Linked DNA regions of Columba livia: region 1 is linked to region 2. The links are chromatin contacts, called in public Hi-C maps. All regions are on one chromosome and are shown on one strand. Each heading gives the region's core, a stretch centred on a gene start, on an enhancer-like site or on the middle of the called end of the contact. The rest is flanking DNA. Distances are from core to core; before and after follow the strand shown.

Region 1 (5,331 bases), core at 1,167-3,666, 47 kb after region 2:
CATGTCCCCCCAGCACCCCATTTGGGGTCCTCCAACAGTTCCCCATGCCATGACTCAGAGGGAGAAGCCGAGCCCGGCACAGACCGTCCCCGCGGACGCGGCGCAGCCTGCGCAGTGCAGAGCTGGCCATGCCTGGCTCACCGGACACGGGGACTCTCCCAAAGACAATGATGGACACATGAATGTGGCTGGAAATTTCACTGCCAAAGTGTTTTCCATAGCAACTGTTGCTGGGGCAACCTGCATCCCAAGCAGCATCCATCCCAAAATGCCCAGCCCTGCATCCATCAGAGCCGGTGAAGAGCCGTGGTGCGGGGACAGTGGGGCCCTCAGCACCCCACTGCCAGCAGCATGAGGATGCTCCAGCTGCACCACCCCGGCTCTGAGCATCCCCAGTGCTGCAGGGCCCCCGTAACGCTCGGCTTTTCATCTCCTTTTTGGCATTTCATTTTCTTAGAGGTGGGAGAAGCTGAAGGGAGACCTGTTGGTGCCTGTCGCCCCCCAGGCGCTCGACGGAAGCAGGGGGGGTGCAGGAGCTGTTGCCAACTCAGGGTGCTCAGCAGATACAAGCAGCGATTTTGGCTCCGATGCACTGAAAATGGCCAGGATCGAGAATTGACAGGGGATTCTTTAACCTGAGTGTTGCCACGGGGAGGGCAAAAATAAAATCCCTGCTGCTTTGAAGTACCAAAGTGGGGAGCTCGGGCCCCTCAGGACCCCCCTGAAGATCTGTGGTGGCAGGTTCACCTTGGGGACACCCCGGGGATCCCAGGAGAGACTCTCGCTGGGCTCAGGGTCCCTGAAGCAAATGTGGGATTGGCTGCAGCGAGAGAAGAGCCAGGGAGCTCAGCGCCCATCCCGAGGATGCCTGGAGAGCTCAGCCCCTGCATTGTCACCACTGTCACCACTGCCACCAGCAAGAGGAAACCGCAGCCCTCTGCCTGCGCCTGCTGGGGCAGCTGCGGTTTGTGGGCACAACCGCATCCCCTTAATCTGGATATCTCCTAGCCTTGGCCATGCCTCAGTTTCCCCTTTCACCAGCGATGCACAGGTGACCCTGGGCACCCTCCGTGTGCCCCTGCACATGCGTGTGCTTTGCACAGTCAGTGGGCACCCCCATGTCCCATCTGCTCTGTCCATGCTCACACGCAGACCCATGCTCCCCGCTGCCTGCACACACACAGCTTTTGCACGCTGCTGCGCTGGACCACGCTCGCTCGGTGAGCAGTGTGTCTGGGAGCTCGTGCACATCCCTGCAGCTTGCGCGTGTCCTGCAGGTCGTGTGCCTCCATGCAGCTCACACATGTCCTGCAGCTCGTGCAAGTCCATGCAGCTTGCACGGCTGGCAGATCACGCAGGCCCACGCACCTTACCACGTCCTGCAGCTTGTGCACACCCACGCAGCTCACACGTCCCGCAGCTCACACATCTGTGAAGGGAGCACACGTGCCCCCCACGAGTGCCCAGCTCGCAGGGAGCCCCGCAGCCGCCCTCCCAGCCTGCTCCCAGCTCTGTGCAGATGCCAGCAGCACCGGAGCTGCAGGCAGGGACTGCGGCTCAGCGTGCAGCAGCATCGAGCCCGGGCTTGCCTGTTGTTGGGGCGCCGGCGGGCCACGTGGCCGGGCTGTACGAACAGGCCGGGTGGGCAGTGTACCGGCTGCTGTGGCGTGCCGTGGCGTGCCATGATGTGCCAACACCCTGGAGCAGCATTTGGGCTGTTGGGACGTGCAGCTGAGGGAAAACAGACCAGCGAGAGGGGAGCAGGGTTTAAACCCAAGAGGTTCATGCCCAATACCACCCCCAGGTGGGACTGGGGTGACCACCCGCCCCCACTGGGAAAAGTGAGAGGCTGCCCCCAACCCGTGCCACCCCTGCTGCAGCCACACCAAAAACAACCCAGTACTCACCCTGTATCTGTTGCACACTTGTTATCCTTTGCATAACCTTTACCCTTTGCATACCCGCCACACATGCATTACACACCTTCTACCCTTTGTATACTCTTTGCACACCCATTGCCCTTTGCACACTCATTGCACACCCTTTATCCTTTGCACACCCATTACACGCCCTTCATACCCCATCAGACACATTTTACCCTTTGCACACCCTTTGCACACTCATTAGCCTCTGCACTCCCATTACACATCATTTGTACCACTGTCACAGACCCTTTACCCTTTGCACACTCTTTGCCCCCCTTACCCTTTTCACACCCATAACACACCTTTTGTGTGCCCTTTTCACACCCATTGCACACCTTTCATCCTTTGCAACCCCATCAGCCTTTGCACCCCCATTGCATCCCCGTTACCCTTTGCACCCCTTTACACTCCCGGTCCAGGTCCCGCCCACCCCCGTCTTGGCCCCGCCCCCGCCCGGCGCAGCCCCGCCCCCCGCCGGGCGGCGCAGCCAATGGGGGCGGGCGGGGCCGCTGGGCCCGGGCGGGCACCGCGCTATAATGATCCCTACGGCGCCGCCGCCGCCGAGATCCCGCCGCCCGATCGCCCCGCCGCCCCCGGCCCGGCCCCGGCCTCCGGCCGACCGGCGCTAGGGCCGGAGCAGCCCCGCGGGAAGATGAACTACTTGGTGAGCGGCCGCCGCGGGGATGGGGGGGCAGGGAACCTCCCCGCGGGGGGGGACACGCGTGGGCCATCCCAGGCAGGACGGGGGGCCCCGAGGTAACGGCTCACGGAGGGGCCCCACCGGCCTTTGCCACAGCGTAGAGGAGGAGGATGAGGAAGGCCGCAACCCCCCGCCCGGGCAGGGCCTCCCCGGGGCAGCCGGGCCCCCTCGTGTGACCTTGGCTCGGCCCCGCCGTGCGGGGGGCGGGGAGGCCTCGGCCCAGCCGCGACCCCCCTGCCCGGCGGGTGACGGCGCTCCGGGGAGACCCACCGGGGCCACGGGGCTCCGCAGGCCCTGGTCTCCCTGCCGGCCGCAGGCAGGAGATCCCGGCAGCTGCGGGCAGCCGATCCCTCCGAGCCCGGCCGCGGCGGGAGAGCCGGCGGGTCCCGTCCCGCCATCCCGGCTTGTGGGGGGAGCCCACGGCGGGCTGCGGCCCGTCCCACCGCCGCCATGGCACTGGTGAGTCCCGGTAGAGGCCAGGGAGCTCTGTCAGGTGCCTCCGTGCCGTGGCCCCCGCGAGATGTCGTGGCACAGCCCGTGTCCGCTGTGGGGATGTTCGGCGCTGTGGGCTGGAAGGGGCTGGGGCCCAGTGGCGATTGGCGTGGGGATGGGGATGGCGATGGCTACGGCTGACTCACCGCCCTGGCACTTCCTCCCCAACGGCGGCGGGAAGGGGAGGGAAGGGCAGAGGAGGTCCCCCCGAAACCGGGGAGGCGGAAGGGACCAGCCCCTTCCTAGCACCACCTCCGGGAAGGATGGGTTGAACTCCAGCGGGGAAGGAAAAGGCGACTGGAGCCGAGGTATCCAGCCGGTGGGACCCGCTCAGCAAAGCCCCCCGGCCCGCAGGGCTGCACCCCGGTGCTGGGCACCGTTCTCCGCCGAGATGACTCCCCACCGGCCGGCGGGGCCCGGCTCACCGCCCCGGCGCGGGGCTCTCTTACAGAACGTGCTGGCCAAGGCGCTGTACGACAACGTGGCCGAGTCGCCGGACGAGCTTTCCTTCCGCAAGGGCGACATCATGACGGTGCTGGAACGCAACACGCAGGGGCTGGATGGCTGGTGGCTCTGCTCGCTCCATGGCCGTCAGGGCATCGTCCCCGGCAACCGCCTCAAGATCCTGGTGGGGATGTATGACAAGAAGCAGCAGCAGCAGCAAGCACCCGGCCCGGCGCAGGGGCAGGCACTGCCGCAGCCAGCAGTGCCCCAGCCAGCTCTGCCTTACCACCACCAAGGGGGCTACACCCCGCTGTCGCCTGCCTCGCAGTACACACCCATGCATCCTCCTTATGCCCCCCAAGGGGACAACGTCTACCTGATGCCAGTCCCCAGCAAGGGACAACAGGGTCTCTACCCGGGCTCAGCACCCATCGGACAGTTTCCATCTGCCCCAGCTAAGCAGCCCCCCACCTACCCGAAGCAGACGCCGCCTCACGCGTTTCCCAGCCCCGGCCAGGAGATCTACCAAGTGCCCCCCTCCCTGGGCCAAGCGGCAGAGGCATACCCCGGGGGCTCTGCCACCCCTCCCCAGGATGTCTACCAGGTTCCTCCCTCAGCCGGTCAGGCTCAGGACATCTACCAGGTGCCCCCATCGTTGGACATGAGGAGCTGGGAAGGGCACAAGCCCCAGGGAAAGGTAGGACGGGGGGATGGGGAGGGGTGGCAGCATGTTTGTGGGGTGCTCTGTGGCCTGCGGTGGTGAGTGGGTGCCAGGGCTGTGAGGCTTTGGCTTATCTGCCCACCACTGTCTCTTGGAGTGAGAAGTCCTTGCACCCATTGCAGGGGGTGCATGGGTATCCTCCCCCCTGTCCCTGGCAGGAGTGGGTGTGACACAGGGATTCCTGCAGTGGCTGAAGTGCCCTGCTTGGTGTGGGCTACCCAGTTTGGGGCTGGCACTGTGTTTGGTGCCTTGGTCCTCTTAGTTTCTCGCATGGGCTCTGCTGGTGTCACCAAGGGCACAGCAGCTATGCCTGGGGTGGGCATGGGGTGCTGGTAACCCCAGAGCTGCTTGGGGTGCCTCTTGGTTGGACCCTGCAGCTGCGGAGGAACCTGTGGTACCCAGCACAAGGCTGAGATGTTTCCTTCCTCCTGGAAGTGCAGACAGGGGCAGGCAGCCGGTGCCAGCATGTCCTGGCCATGCCAGGGAGCTTGCTGGTTGGGTTTCCTGGTGAGGCAAGGGTGAGCCACCAATTTGTCCCCAACATGGGGATCCTGGTGTGGTGGCCCTGTCTGGGGCAGCCTAATGGTTACATCCTGGACACCAGGCTCCTCCTGGCTCTGCCCCTTCCCTGGCACGTCATCCCAGGGAAGGAGAGCGAGGTGCTTTCAGCATCTTGTTTTCCGGGAAGGCTACCCTGACTCACACCCCTGGGAAGGAGCAGTGAGGGATCAGAGGGGTCAGCTGCCAAATCATGGCCAGGGCACTGGGAGCATCCAAAAAAGGAAGAACCTGCCTGGCACCTTTCCTGGTTGCTCAGCCCTTCTTACCCCCTGGCACCAGCTCGGCAGAGTGTCATGACCCTTTGGGTTTGGTTATCCACTGTTCTTGTGTCCCCACGGTATGGCAAGGTGGGCACCGAGCCATGGGCAGGGATCTGCTGCAGGGCGTTGGCAGATCCCTGCCCACGGCTCGGTGCCCAAATTGGCCGTTCTCTTCTGCACACCACGGCTGTGCCGGCTGGGCTTTGTCTCTCGCCGAGGCTCGCCGCT
Region 2 (5,174 bases), core at 1,063-3,562:
AGGAGGTGCGGTGCTTGCTGATCCCCGGGCTGAGTTTAATCTATGAGGGTTTGGACCTCAGTGCAAGAGCCAGCAGGAAGAGGCACTGCAAGAAAGCTCTGACCCAGAGACACATGCGTGCCCTGAACAAAGAAAACAAGGTAAACTTGAGCCTCTTAGCTGTGGATGCTTTCCTCCCCTAGTCTACAGTAGAGCAGTTCACATGGACTGATCATTCAATGGTGTGAAAAGCTTCAGGCCTTTGCTTTTAGAAGTCATTTACTCAGCTACTTGCTAGTGCTGGAGCAGAGGGGCTCCAGCAGGAAGACATCTCTCTGTGGCTCCTGTCCCACCTTCAGGGTGCAGGAGGGATGGTCATAGTCTTCCTGGGAGGATGTGGGAGAACTTCGAACCTGTTTGCAGCATCCTGACCTGTTACTGTAATTTCTAAGCTAACCTTCCCCTCCAGCCTGGTTATTCCATGGAGCTGCCGTGTATCCAAAGCTTTTCCTTACAAGAGATTCTCTTTCTGTATGAGTTGGCTGGAGCTAATTGGATCCCTTTGCTGTCATGACCAAAACAGGTTACTTGAGATCTTAAACGGACAGTGGTGAGACAGGCTCTCAGCTTCTGTAAACCTTCAGATGATCCAGAGCAAGTGCTGCAGCACTCGTATGCTTCCAGGGAGATGTTTCATTTAACAGCAATCCCACGGGCCTTTTTTATTCAGAAAGTGTGAACTTACAGTCCAGTTTCAGCTCAGCATCAACTGCAAGCAGTTGCTTAACTAAAACTCCCACAAATTTTGCTTGCGTGGGCTGACCAAGGATGCAAATAAAGCAAGTAATCAAGACCTTTTGGGGATGTGAAGGTGGGGTTTTTTTCAACAGTCACTTAAGTAATGGAATAGCTCAGATCTTGCTAGTGCTTTCAAGGCTTCTCAGCTTCCTCCTGTGCTTCCCTTGCTGTGCTCCAGAGAGTGCTGTTTTCCCAGATGGAGAGATCCAGCCCTTTGCACCATAGCCAAATGTCTGGGTGTGAGTAGTGCGTGACATATTTCTCTGTGCACAAGATGAATCAGCCAGGGGCAATAACCATGTGCCCTAGAGCTAGTTTTAGTTCTTTCCTATTCATACACCCTGGCTGTGAAAGATTAAATGTGGTGGTAGCTGTTCCAAGTGAGTAATTTCTCTTCAGGGCTTAGATCCTTTGTTTGTTTTATTTTTAATTATTCATTGTTAGTGTCTACTAGCTTATGTGTATCCAATCCTTGAATCAGCGTGGTGACAAGGCTGGGTGATTTTTTGGGGGATCTTGGTTTTATTTGCTAGGTGGACTGAAGTTAATTACCCCATGGGGATCGGTGTAGAAAGGTGTTTGTATGTGCGGGGAAGGGGTGGTTTGTGATTTTGAAAATTGATGGCTGGTTTAGTATTGAAGAGAAGAGTTTCCATCACCTGTAGTAAGATGCTGATAGCTGCGCTTTGTGAAGCGTGCCAAAAGCCTTATCCTTGGAACATCTGCCTCCCCTCTGGAAGCTGGTGTGGACTGAAGCTTCCAGTGTCACGCAGAATCAGGCCCCTTCTCCAAAGAGTTTTTGCTCTTGAGCTTATGTGAAGCCTTTTCTGATAAGAAACAGAACTCTGAGTGTGGGAAATTTTGTATCCACTCTCCCAGACTTCAACCAAAACGTGCACTAAACATCGTTCTTTCAAACGAGTCTCCCAGGAGCAATCCTTTCTTGTTCTCAGGCTAAATGAGTCAGTGCCTTCTGCCCCAGCAGCCTCTCTTTTGCAATAGAAATGAATGAGATTTTTTAGCTCCATTCCATGCTTTCCTGCGGCCATGCTGGCGAGGATGTGGTTGCTTTTGCTTGGGGCAATGGCATCTTATTGGAAAGAAATTTAGTGGAGCCTGTACAGCTCCGTGTCTTGCTTCAGCCCTCTGTCTTGATGTGGCTAAGCTGGATCCCTGGGCTGGACTAACTGGGATCAGCTGTTCCTTTTTCTAGTCTTGTTGGAAGTTCAGCAGAATGGAATCTCAGCTATTTGAGGACTTATACTCTCTAAAGCATCTGTCTTATAAAATACAAACAACCCCCCACCAGTCTGGGGCCTTTGATAATTCCCCAATGAAAGCCGTGGGGCAATTTTCCCTTAGGCCAGTACAGGTTTTATGAGGCTTATTTTCATTTGCTTTCATCTCTCGGATCATGAACATTTCTCTTTCTCCCTCTGTGAAAATGATTGAGGAAATTAACTGCTAATGGGGAACAAAGCCAGCTGTATTTTTATTCCAGACCCCTTGCAAGGTTGCGAAGGGAAACCCCTGTATCTTCCCACGTCAGCCGTGGTCTGGTCGGAGTGAGAGGTGAGGGGGCAGCCTTGTTTTATGGTGGAGGTGGATGTTAAGAGCTCCTGTTCCCTACTGTGCCATGGCTTGGGGGTGTGTCTGTCGAGAAGATTTGTTTCCACTCCTGTCTTGTTTTGCTTTATAGTTCTTTGCATATTAACTGAGCTGCACCATGTCCCTTGAGTGTCTCCCCCATACCAGATGCTTGTGTTACATCCTCTTGCTTTCCCACAGTCGTGTTCCTTCCTTTTTCTCACGTCAAGGAACAAGTTCAGCTGAATCATTCTTCATAAAATATGAACCAGCTAAGTAAGGCTGGAGTGGCAGAGCAGAGCGATGCTCCCTGCTTTCAGGCAGTCTTGTTGCCCCAGGCTTTTCACATACTAGTGGCTTCATTCATGGAAAATCACATGCTGGTGGCCTCTTTCATGGAAAATCAGCACACTAGTATTTTCCAGCACATTTGTTAGCCAAAACTTTGATCTGTGCGCTAGGTTGTCAGCCTTGTGCAGGACTAGGCTCAGAAAACGGGCATGCCCAGGCTGGCTGGCTCGATACCAAGATGTGAAGTCAAGCAATTAGGCTTAGTTACCAACTAAAATGCTGGCTTTTTCCATTCCTCTTAAAGGAAATGTTGGTGTGACTCTAAGCTCTTGAAGAGTGTGTGGTCTCTCCTCAGAGCTCCAGCCTCTTTGGATGGCAGCAGTCTCTGCAACTATTCTTCTGTTTGTTTCCAGAAAAAGCCCAAGAGAAGCTGAACAAGTGTCTGCCCTGGCCATGAGGGTTTCCTGGGCTGGTTTCTGGCCCCGGGGATGGTTGGCATGGCTGGGGTTTGCTTGGGCTATTGCTGTCCTGGAAGTGACAGATCCTCCTTGGTTCTTGCACTCCCCGTACTTATTCCTGCCCCAAACTCTGAACTTCGAGTGAACTGGTACACGGGCTGAGCTGAAAGGGTACCTTAAACAAGCTCCAGACTGTCTCAGGCCCTCCAGGGTGCTCTAATCCAGTCTGCTAAACCGTGGAGTACTTTGATTTCCCTATCCGAGGAGTTTCAAAGCCTTCCCGATGTGCTGGGTTACAGCCCAGTTGGCTTTGCCCCGTAGCCGCTGTGCTCTTCAGATCAAGCACGGTCCGTGGGGCGGCTGCAGCACCGAGGGACCCTCTGCAGAGGCTGATAACTGGTGTGGTGTTGGCAGCAGCTGCGCAGATGTCCCTCCGGATGCGCAAGGACGTGTGAGATGCTCTTACACCCGCTGAAGCAGGGAGTGGAGGGAAGTGATGTATTTGAAGTTTCTGTTGGAGACCACTCTCTTCTTTTTTTTTCTGAGAATCCCAGTGGAAAATACATTTTTGTGCTCTCTCTTCTCATGGCGTCTACTGTTGATTATCAGCAAATAATTGTGGATATGTGAGTTTGATCCAACCTTGTGTGGCAGTTTTGATGCCCGTTTGGGAACTCGTATTTCAGCACTGTTGCTATAAGCCTCCAGGCAGTCAGTGGACAATACAGACGCCTGTTCATCGCCTGGCTTGAGAACAATGATGGCATTTCTTGAAGTAACAAGTCCTGGGCATGTGTAGGGTTGGATTGTAACACTACTTTTATTTTTTCCCTTAAGCTGCAGGCTTGAGAGCAGCAGGCCAGATTGCAGCACCCATAAGTGTAAGCGCAAACTTGCGCCTTTTGGAAAATATTCACCAAAAGAATGCAAATGCCTGTTCTTTAGGTGCTTGCCTGCTTTGTCTTGTGGTTGAGTATGCGTGTGCTGTGTGTCGCTGGTATATGTATGCTGGTACCAGGTTGGTTGAGACGCTTGTTTGCAGCAAGGAGGGGGTTAAAGTGAACCCGCAAAGGCTGGCTGATCGCAGCTCATGGCTTTCATAATGCAAAGCCAGTGGGAATTCAGCCGAAGGCTTCCTTTCCCCCTGCCCCCTTCCCCGCTGCAGACTGACCTTCCTGACTGCTCTGGAGCTGCGGCCCTGCCCGTACAGCTCGCACAGGGATGCTCTGCAAAAAAACAGCAGAAGCGTAAGCACATGAGAGATGAGATTACTTTTTCAGCGCTCACCTAAAAGAGTTTAATAATTTTCCAGCGAGGTCATGCTGTTTCCTTACGCGGTGGCTGGTACGCAGCGTGCCTGCCTCTTCCTCTGGGACCTGCAGATTTCTCATTGCAGGATGGCTGAGGAAGCAGCTGGTACATATGATATCTCAAACTCTCTGGAGACTGGTACGTGGGGACGTCCTTGGCTTTGCCGTAGGCTCTGGATGACGCACAGCAGAGCCGCTTAGGCCAGAAAAACGTGAAGGTGGTTTATACTGCACCCGCACGCTGACCTGTGCTGCAGCCAGGAAGGGTTCTTGCCATGGGCACCCTGCTACCAGGGTCTCCATCTCACCATATAACACCTGTTTTGTGTTAGAGGAGTGCTAAACAGACAATACAGCCCAGGGCCTTTTGTTGTACAGCGTTCGCTTTAAGGACAAGCACCATCACAGTATTTTTCCTAATGTGTAAAATCCTTTCTCCCTCCCTGCTGTTTGCCATAACCCTTTGGAAAGCTGGAAGGGCTCTCTGTTTCCTTTCCCGCTCACATGCGTGCACTCGCGAGCCTCGCCAGCACCGCTTGGCTGTTTGCGCTGGGGAGGGGGGATTTTTTATCTCCTTTCCCAAGACAAGAAGAGTGTGTAGCATTTGTTTTGGAAACAAAACCACTTCTAGAGAATTACACAGGCTCTGCAAACAGATCAGTACAAAACAGGTCAGGCTGACTCTGAAGACTGTACAAGATAGCTGTCTCCTTCCTCACTTTATGGTTTCATGGCAGTTTCATTTAATGAG

The links. A called contact is a pair of places that touch in the nucleus more often than the background predicts.
Region 1: a contact with region 2 is called in a Hi-C map of liver, with 4 times the contacts expected there. The contact joins the promoter of BCAR1 here to the enhancer-like site in region 2. A contact is called at or near these places in 2 of 2 Hi-C or Micro-C datasets (crop and liver).

The regions. Positions count from the first base shown.
Region 1 is chr13:11,178,087-11,183,417 of bColLiv1.pat.W.v2, forward strand. It overlaps BCAR1 (BCAR1 scaffold protein, Cas family member), which reads left to right and starts at 2,417. Exons shown (of 7, transcript XM_065028940.1): 1 at 2,417-2,589; 2 at 3,569-4,258. The coding sequence starts at 2,578.
Region 2 is chr13:11,131,364-11,136,537 of bColLiv1.pat.W.v2, forward strand. All of the region lies in intron 5 of CFDP1 (craniofacial development protein 1), which reads left to right. Among named protein-coding and RNA genes, the nearest start is that of CFDP1, 24 kb to the left of the region's middle. Within about 2 kb of position 2,313, at least 3 of the 3 cell types and tissues checked have an H3K27ac peak away from gene starts, as active enhancers do.